2 separate regions of the Mus musculus genome follow, and region 1 is linked to region 2. The links are chromatin contacts, called in public Hi-C maps. All regions are on one chromosome and are shown on one strand. Each heading gives the region's core, a stretch centred on a gene start, on an enhancer-like site or on the middle of the called end of the contact. The rest is flanking DNA. Distances are from core to core; before and after follow the strand shown.

Evidence for each region. A called contact is a pair of places that touch in the nucleus more often than the background predicts.
Region 1: a Hi-C map of bone marrow-derived macrophages shows a contact between it and region 2, with 5 times the contacts expected there. The contact joins two enhancer-like sites. A contact is called at or near these places in 12 of 484 Hi-C or Micro-C datasets (B cells, the HL-1 cell line, Sertoli cells and 6 more) and 1 of 115 datasets of contacts at active chromatin or transcription factors (bone marrow-derived dendritic cells).

The regions. Positions count from the first base shown.
Region 1 is chr5:99,576,070-99,580,565 of GRCm38.p6, reverse strand. All of the region lies in intron 1 of A930011G23Rik (RIKEN cDNA A930011G23 gene), which reads left to right. Among named protein-coding and RNA genes, the nearest start is that of 4930405H06Rik, 36 kb to the left of the region's middle. Within about 2 kb of position 1,660, at least 3 of the 459 cell types and tissues checked have an H3K27ac peak or open chromatin away from gene starts, as enhancers often do. A contact at or near this core is called in bone marrow-derived macrophages, where this site is marked.
Region 2 is chr5:99,422,690-99,426,768 of GRCm38.p6, reverse strand. All of the region lies in intron 2 of A930011G23Rik (RIKEN cDNA A930011G23 gene), which reads left to right. Among named protein-coding and RNA genes, the nearest start is that of Gm35314, 58 kb to the right of the region's middle. Within about 2 kb of position 1,843, at least 4 of the 459 cell types and tissues checked have an H3K27ac peak or open chromatin away from gene starts, as enhancers often do. A contact at or near this core is called in bone marrow-derived macrophages, where this site is marked.

The DNA of each region.
Region 1 (4,496 bases), core at 411-2,910, 150 kb before region 2:
CTAGGTAAAGACAGGTGGAAGTGGGGTAGCCTCTTCCAACACAGGCTTCAGCTATTCCTTGGAGTGTTTGGAAATGATGGGCAGTATATGGAATTGCCCCATCTTGAGAAAATTGTCCCCAAAGTTTGTTTGTATCTTGAGTTTTAGAGGAATGGCAGACAGCCTGGTCTAGGCTGCCCTGTTTGCTTGACTCCTATAGAGTGATTTATTGGATCTCCATTACCTGCCAGCATTCCAAGTGGCGTTAGTGGTCCGGCATCACAGCAGCTGCACGGTACCAATCCACCATGATACTGGCTGGGTAATTCAAGGACTCAGCCAAAGAGGAGAAACCCACAGAGTGATGAATGTAGCCCCGGGTACTTTCTATTTCAGTGCAAGTATATGAATGTATATTTACTGGCCACTCTTTTAGTTATGGGTACATGAGCATTATTTTAATGTGGTCCTATATTTGGTGGTCTGTATCCTATAAGAATGATGTAAGTCACTATGTGACATAGGCTGCTAACTCAGAGCTGCTTATGAAACACGATTGTCTCTTTTATATATAATTTGAAAGTAATGTTTTCCAGTGGTGTGCCATCATTATGTTGAAGTTCTTAAATCAGCCTTTATAGGTTGTTAGACTGCAGATACACACGTTTTAGGGCACTGAATTTTCTACAAACCTCATAGGCTAAGGCAGCTGCAGTCTTTCTCACTGGTGCCTGGATCCTCATGACCCCCACTTCAGCTCCTCTCTCTGATTGTCACCTGGACCCACCTCCCTGTGACCAGCTCTACATTTCTCTTGCCTCTGTATTCATTTTCCAGCTTTAGGTATTTTCTCCTGATAACCCACTGTGGAAACTGGAATTTGAGTTTCAATACCTGTTTCCCTTGCTGTCATCCAAACATGGATCTAACACTGACCCATTTGCCATCATTTAAGCAGACTCACAGTTTAAGACTACACTAACTTCCCCGTGTACACTTTTGGGGGTTTTGTTCTGTTTGCTTTATTAAAAAATAAAAATTATAAAGAACTCTTTCTGCCCTGGCTTCTTTGGCTGAGAGGGGACAATGTATGCTGAGAGGTGTGCAAGTGGGGATTATCAAATTTCATTTACTTTGGTTTTTGTGTATCACTCCCTGATTCCCTTCAAGGCTTCTACAGAGCTCTGTGTAGTCTTTCAATATCTTTGGCTCCTTACTTAGTATGCAGTGAACATGGTGAAAATACACGGAGCCAACACTCCAGACTGTTGTATGAACAACAAAATCATTTTGCAGAGAAAGCAATGCATTCAGGACTCTAAATAAGACTACCCAATTGCATGAACTTGAGCTACCATACCGAGTTGCTGTTTTATAATCTAAAATGAAAGAACTTGATTTGATAATCCCTCGGGTCTCTTCCAGCAATAGGATTCTATTATGAAGTCAAAGATACACACACAAAAAAATGATAAGATTGTAGTAATTGTAACTGCTCCCACCATGGCCACTGCCTCAGAGGGCCACAGAACAACTGACTAGCCATCAGTGAGTGCGATTATGGTGACATCTCTCAGTGGGGTAAGGGAAAATTTGGTTAAATTATTCCCAGCAGTGGTCCAACCCTTCAGGACACCTGGCTGTAGTTTAGGGACCTACCACTAAATGTCGCTATAGGTCGCGTCTCTAAGAGGTCAGAGCAGTGTCTCAGGAGCAGTGTCTCAGGGCTGCTACACCTGACCTGTTAGGACTGCTGGCTAACTCCTCCACTGGGGACTCTGTGCTCCATCTAATGGATGACTGTGAGCATCCACTTCTGTATTAGTCAGGCACAGAGTCCCCAATGAAGGAGCTAGAGAAAGTACCCAAGGAGCTGAAGGGGATTGCAGACCCCTAGAAGGAACAACAATATGAACTAACCAGTAACCCCAGAGCTCTCTGGGACTAAACCATCAACCAAAGAAAACACACGGAGAGACTCATGGCTCTAGCTGCATATGTAGCCGAGGATGGCCTAGTGGATCATCAATGGGAGGAGAGGCCCTTGGTCCTGTAAAGGTCCCCTATGCCCCAGTATAGGGGAATGCCAGGGCCAGAAAGCAGGAATAGGTGGGTTGGTGAGCAGGGGGAGGGGGAGAAGATAGGGGATTTTCGGAGGGGAAACTAGGAAAGAGGTAACATTTGAAATGAAAATAAAGAAAATATCTAATTAAAAAAAAAAGAAGTGCTGGCTAAGTTTCTGTTAGATTTAGAAGTACCTGCTTTCTGTGCTCAAATTCAACCACGGGGTGAGATGGAAATCAAGAGTGGCTCTGAGACAAAAGAGGTGAACCCTCAAATACAGCTCCCCCATACACTCTCTTTCCTCCAGCACCACCCTCCCACAGACACTTGTTACTGCTGTGAACTAGATAAACCAGAGCTTAAAGGTACTCTCAGTGGAGAAACTGCTCTGCTCTGGCTCTGGCTCTCGTCTTCCTGACTTCTCTCTCAAGAAGACAACAAAAGTTGCAAGAAGAAATATAGTCTCTATGTATGTAAAATTCAGGACACTTACTGCATTTTCCTAATGAAAAGATGACCATGTTTTCATATTTTCTATATGTTGTCATGGCAACACACAATGGGCTATGAACAGTGGTCTCTCGTTTGACAAAATATTGTATCTCCATGGGATATGGTATTTATTTTATTATTTAATCTATTAGGGGCTTATCTGAGCTGTTGTGGACATTATTTGATGGATGAAGTCTGGTTGTCTTAAGAGACTCTGAAGGAAAGAGAGCAACATTTGTTCAGTCTGCGGAGTTGCCTGCACCATGCACTTTGCATCTGCAACTGTATTTAATGCTACAAACACTGGGAGGTGACCACATTGGTTTTCATTTCCAGTCGAAGAAACAGAGGGCCAGAGGTTTAATAATGAAGGTCTGTCTTTGGAGCTGAATAGTTTTGTGCTTCTGATTAACTATACCTTTTCTGTTAATTTGCATGTATGTTTTAGGGTTCGTTGTGTCTTTTACAGATGATATTTTTTCTAATACAGAGAACTCATCCATCTTTTGACAATGTTGAGCAGTTATGGCTGCCCTTCAAAATGTAGAATTCTTTGATTAAACAACATAATGTTAGTTGTTCTGAGTTCCAGCCCCAATCTTTGTGATATAAAGTGGGTCTTAAAGTTTCCCCGAGGTGCATTTACTCTGGAGAATAAACAGAAGACAGAATGGGTACAGAATTGTGGTTTGATACACCATGTTGGGAAACAGTTCTCCAAATGTCCTGAACTTACAAAGAAAAACAACAACAAAAATAAAACAAAGTAAAGCAAACCAAACCAAACACAAACACATATGCACACATACACACACAAACATATGCACACATACATATATGCACATATATACACACACGTACACATACACACGCATGCGTATACACGTGCACTCATACACAGATGTGCACACACATCAACACACATTCACGTCTCTCTGCAAAAGCCAGTTTATTCTGGAAACTCAAAGACGAGAGTTGGAAGAAAATGATTTTCAAATTGTTACTGTTTTCATAAAGAACTGGGGTAGTTAAATTTTAGTTTCCAGCCACTCTACCAAATTGCTGAAAAGCATCCCTTCTAATCCTTAGCCTCATGAAGAGGAGAGCTTGTGCTGGCTGTTCTTATTAGAAATTCCATTCATTTGTGAATCTGAAAGCAAAACCTTAGCCTTCTGTCAGAGGGTCTCTTCTAGGCAACTGTCTGGGGACTTATCACCAGAATACCCCATCTCTAACTGCAAGTTGGGGTCTTCTGATGAATATATATATATATATATATATATATATATATATATATATATATATATATACACACATACACACACACACACACACACACACACACACACACACACACACGCGCGCGCGCGCGCACGCCCCTTTAAATGCAAGGTACTTATAGGAGGGAGGAGAATAATAGCTATGACTTTAAGATGACCAAGATGTGGTGTTAGCTCCTTGGCTTCAGGTTGACACTCTTTGCTGGTTAATCTTGAGATGCTGCATTTTCCAGCTCTCAGGGGTGCAGTGACACCTGTGTGCCATTTGGTAATAAACCGTAGGGTGGAGTATGTTCACATCTGTTGAGCCCCATCTGTCCATCTTTATGGCGACTGATCCAGGAGGAAGACGAGCTCCTCACTTCATCTCAGATTCTTGGACCTTCCTGTCTGAGAGCAATGCATTTCATGCATTTGTATAGGGATATTTCAAAAGTATCTTTTAATCTTTATGTTCTGTGATTGCTTAGCTGCATTTCACTCATGTATGTGACCGTACGCCCCTTCTATCATCCAACATCGACTCACTGAACACAAGGTACATGCTGTGCACGGTGCCAAATGTAGAAGTTATTCTGTCAGTGGGACAGAGTCCTTGCCTTTGAGGAAGAAATCCAGGCGAGTTTCAGAGAGTGGACAGTGAAGCATTCCGTGATAAGCAAGTGTGGCGTGAGGTGGAAA
Region 2 (4,079 bases), core at 594-3,093:
AACAAAACTTTCCCCATGGCTGCTGCGAGTTGACCAAAACACCTTTTTGGGCAGCCATGTAGGTCAGTATATATGTCAGGTCCTAGGTCGTGGTAGTTGGAAGTTTAGGCAACTATAATTGATAGTCTTTCCAATGAGACTAGTCTAAAGGGAACATTTTACACCATATACAACACAACCGTTGTAGAACGGTCAGAGGAAACAGAAAAAGACTCCTCAGCCCCAATCAATATGCACATATCTCCTCATAATATATGTAGATGGCATAATATAAGTATACAAATGTCTTATGCCATTTCACTCATTCATTCATTCATTCATTCATGGGATGGTATTAGACACTTCGTTTCAGGCATTAAGCTAGATTCTGGGGATTAATACAGTTGTGAGCAAATCAGAAGGAGTTTGCTTTTACGGTGTATATAACAGTATGAAGACAGCTATATTAAATAAGATAATACCTTAGAAATACGGAACGAGTGCATGGTTGTACTTTGTGATAAATGCTTAGAAGGAAGATGATGAGGCATCAAGCAAGAGAATGTGACAGCAGGGTCTGACAGAATCAGAGACATGTGTGTGAACTGAGAGAGCAGCTGCTGCCTCAGCACAAGGGCCTGGAGTCAGATTGGTCCTATAGCAAAGACCACCAAAACCACGGCCCTTGCTGCGGAGGGCCAACCATGCCACGACACCACGATAGGTGTGGTCTTATTTAGTCCTCACAGTGGACCCGCCAGTCTCCTAGTGCTGAGGTTCTGATCCAGATCTGCCTATCTTCTGTTCTCTATGAGACATTAGACAACCACCAAAGGTGGTCAAAGAGTGGTCAAGCTGCATGGCAAGTCTCAAGTCATCAGGCCTCCTACAAACGCTTCAGAGTACAGACACAAGGCCAACGCTCCAGGTCAACAAACCAGCTGACAGCAGAGTTGGGTCTGGGACTTGAGTCCCAGTTTGGAGTTCTTCTTATTTTACCTGTTGCCTTGTATGTTATAATCATTTGTACCTAACTAGGATTTTAATATTTAATTGATTAGCCATGCTAGAATTTTTTTTATTGGTTGGTGTAGTCTCTTGGACTAGTCCTAGTTAGTAAACTATTTGCTTTCCTGCTCTTATTTTTAACGCCCCCCCCTTTTTTAAAAATCATTACATCAAACAAGCTGGGCACAGTGGTGCACATCTTTAATCCCAGCACGCTGGAGCCTGCGGCAGGCAGGTCTCTGTCAGTTTGAAGCCAGTTGTCTACATAGTGAGTTCCAGAATAGGCAAAGGTGCATAATAGAGAGAACTTATTTCAAAAGGACCAAAAGGAAGGAAAGAAAGAAAGAAAAAAAAAAGAAGGAAGGAAGGAAAGGAAAGGAAAGGAAAGGAAAGGAAAGGAAAGGAAAGGAAAGAAGAAAAGCATTACAACAAACATAAGAAGTAGTGGAATATAATCTTGGAATAGAATTCCATTGCAAATAGAAGACTTCAAAGAGATGATATACATATAATCAAATGCTCCAGACTGATATTCTTCAAAGTCTATTCTGTGCCTGTCTCTTCTGGTATGTGTATACACTCACTCAATCACATCCAGTCAGTCTTCCTCACACACACTTTCACATACACCACCCCTTCTTCTCTGTCACTAGACAGAGAAATAAGCTGTAAATCCACTATACCTTGGGATATACCTGTCTCTATGCCTAAAGGTGTCATGTGCAGAAAAAGATATACTTTTGGGTTAGTTACACTTGAATGTGAAACTTGAGACCAAAAAGCTCTATTCATGTCATGTTGGGAGACTGAACCACAGGACTTTTAGCTGTTTATGAGGTAATTATTTTATACCACAAAGCTATTTTGACCATGAACTGACTCATATGGGTGTACTAAATGAAGTATTAGGGACACAAAATACATTTAGAAATGACACTTGGCTGTGATTATGTATGACATATAGCAGGGACATGGGATGTGGGAGGGGAGAGAGAAGCTAGTCGTCCATGAAGGCTTGGCATCATGTCTGGACTTTACAGATTTAAAATAAGGCTTAAAAGAGAAGCCATCTTCATACTATGCACACATGTGCATTCACACTCCTACCCTTGCACCATGAGGTGAAGAGAGGAGACAGCAGCTGGGGAAGACTGGACTGGGTGTAAGACCGTAAAGCTTTTGAGAACTGTGAAGTGAGAATCAAACTGTTAGAAGACCAAGTGTCACTCTGCCCTGATGTCCCGTTCCACACCAGCTTATATAGAAAAGGTTCAAGTAACAGTTAAGATTTGATTATCTTTTTTTAAGCCCTGGTCCTTACTCCTGTCTTAACTATTGTGAATCCAATATTCATAATGTCAAGATTAGAACATATATTGTGCCAGAGTTACTCTAACTTGCAGATATTGCCCTAAATTAACTATTTTATTTTCCTATTTGTGTTTCCGACTTCCTGTTTCCAAGACCAGGAACTTTAACCAGACCAGAAAATAATCATCACATAATATTTTGTCCCATAGGAAAAAATTGTTTTCCGTGAATTGAGTGCAAATTAATCAGAATTTTATGCTTAAAATATCTTTCACAAGTGTTTTCAAAACTATCCTGAGTTTTAATATCCCTTAAAGAAACTTAATATCCCTTTAAATAAGAATATCGGAGAGAAATAGAACCCTCCCTGGACTACATTCTCTCACCACATTGTCATACTTCCTGCTCAGAGCATTCCTGGGGCCTCATCTCACCCTACCTTTGGAGGCCTTCTAAGGTTGCCTGTCCCTTTAGGGAACTGGAAGCTAGCATGGTGACAAAGCTTTCAGAAATGCTCAGGATTGCCTCATGACCTGAGTTCAATCCTCAGACCTTCCCTGGCAAACATGGAACACTGACTCCTGCCAGGTGTCCTCCACACACACGTGCACCCACACACACGTGCACCCACACGATTAATGAATAAAAAATGTAAAGCATCTTCATAAGGCTATATGTAAGTTTATGGGGATTGGTAGACTCAGCTCTTTAAGCAGTGGAGACTCCCCTATCAGACTATACTGATCATCCTAAAGTCTTTGTATAGCGTTTGTAAGTTCTTCCTAACATGGGGTGCCTGGAGACCCAAACAACGCTTGTGTATGGAGGCCTCTTCAGTCTGGTTTTTGTAGGGATGAAGTAAAGGAAGGACTGTAGTTCTGAAGACTAGGGTCTGAAGGCTTCTGAAGACTGGAAGAGAGATGAGCTTGGCTGTCAGCCTAGGACAGGCAGACAGCCCGAGTTGCATCCTCCTCCAGAGGAGATAATGACCCACTCAGTGAGCCTGCCACCCACTGGACAGAATTTCACCACACTTTTCGGGATTGAGAATGTCCCGGCTCTATTAGCATCTTCTCTGGCAATGGGAAGACTACCTACTGCTACATCTTTAAACCGGAAACAATTTCCTAGATTAAAAGTGACACAGGTTTTAATATCCCTTAAAGGAATTTAATATCCCTTTAAATAAGAATATCAGAGAGAAATAGAACCCTCCCTGGGCTACATTCTCTCACGCCTCTGTCATACTTCCTACTCAGAGCGTTCCTGGGGCAAGTTTCAGTCTACCTCTGGAGGTCTTCTAAGGATGCCTGTCCCTTTAGGGAACTGGAAACTGGCATGGTGACAAAGCTCTCAGAAATGCTTGTCCCTTTTTCTTTCCTGTCAAGCATCTCTGAACAGTGCATCACACCTAGATCTGCCATAGTAAGTTCCGCTGCATCTTGAAGGTGTCATTGAGTGGCCTACCCCTTGGAGAAGACCCACTGATTCCCATCAGTGTCTGACTAAAGCCAACATAGAGGAGAGAAAGGGCTAACAGCCTTGATCAAAGGCAGAGATGGCCTAAGCCGGATGCAGGCAGTTGTCAGGAGTAAAATAATGGTCCATTGAGTCACCCCTACATCAAAGTGAAGTGGAGTCTTTGGCATAAAGTGATCAGAGAAGGCCTGTATGGGGTTCTAAAGATGACATTTTGAGCAACTGCTTCCAAAGGTACATGAATGTTCAATTTGAGTGAAATCGCACTGGCCTGTGTAACTAACTCTTGGTAATGTAATTCG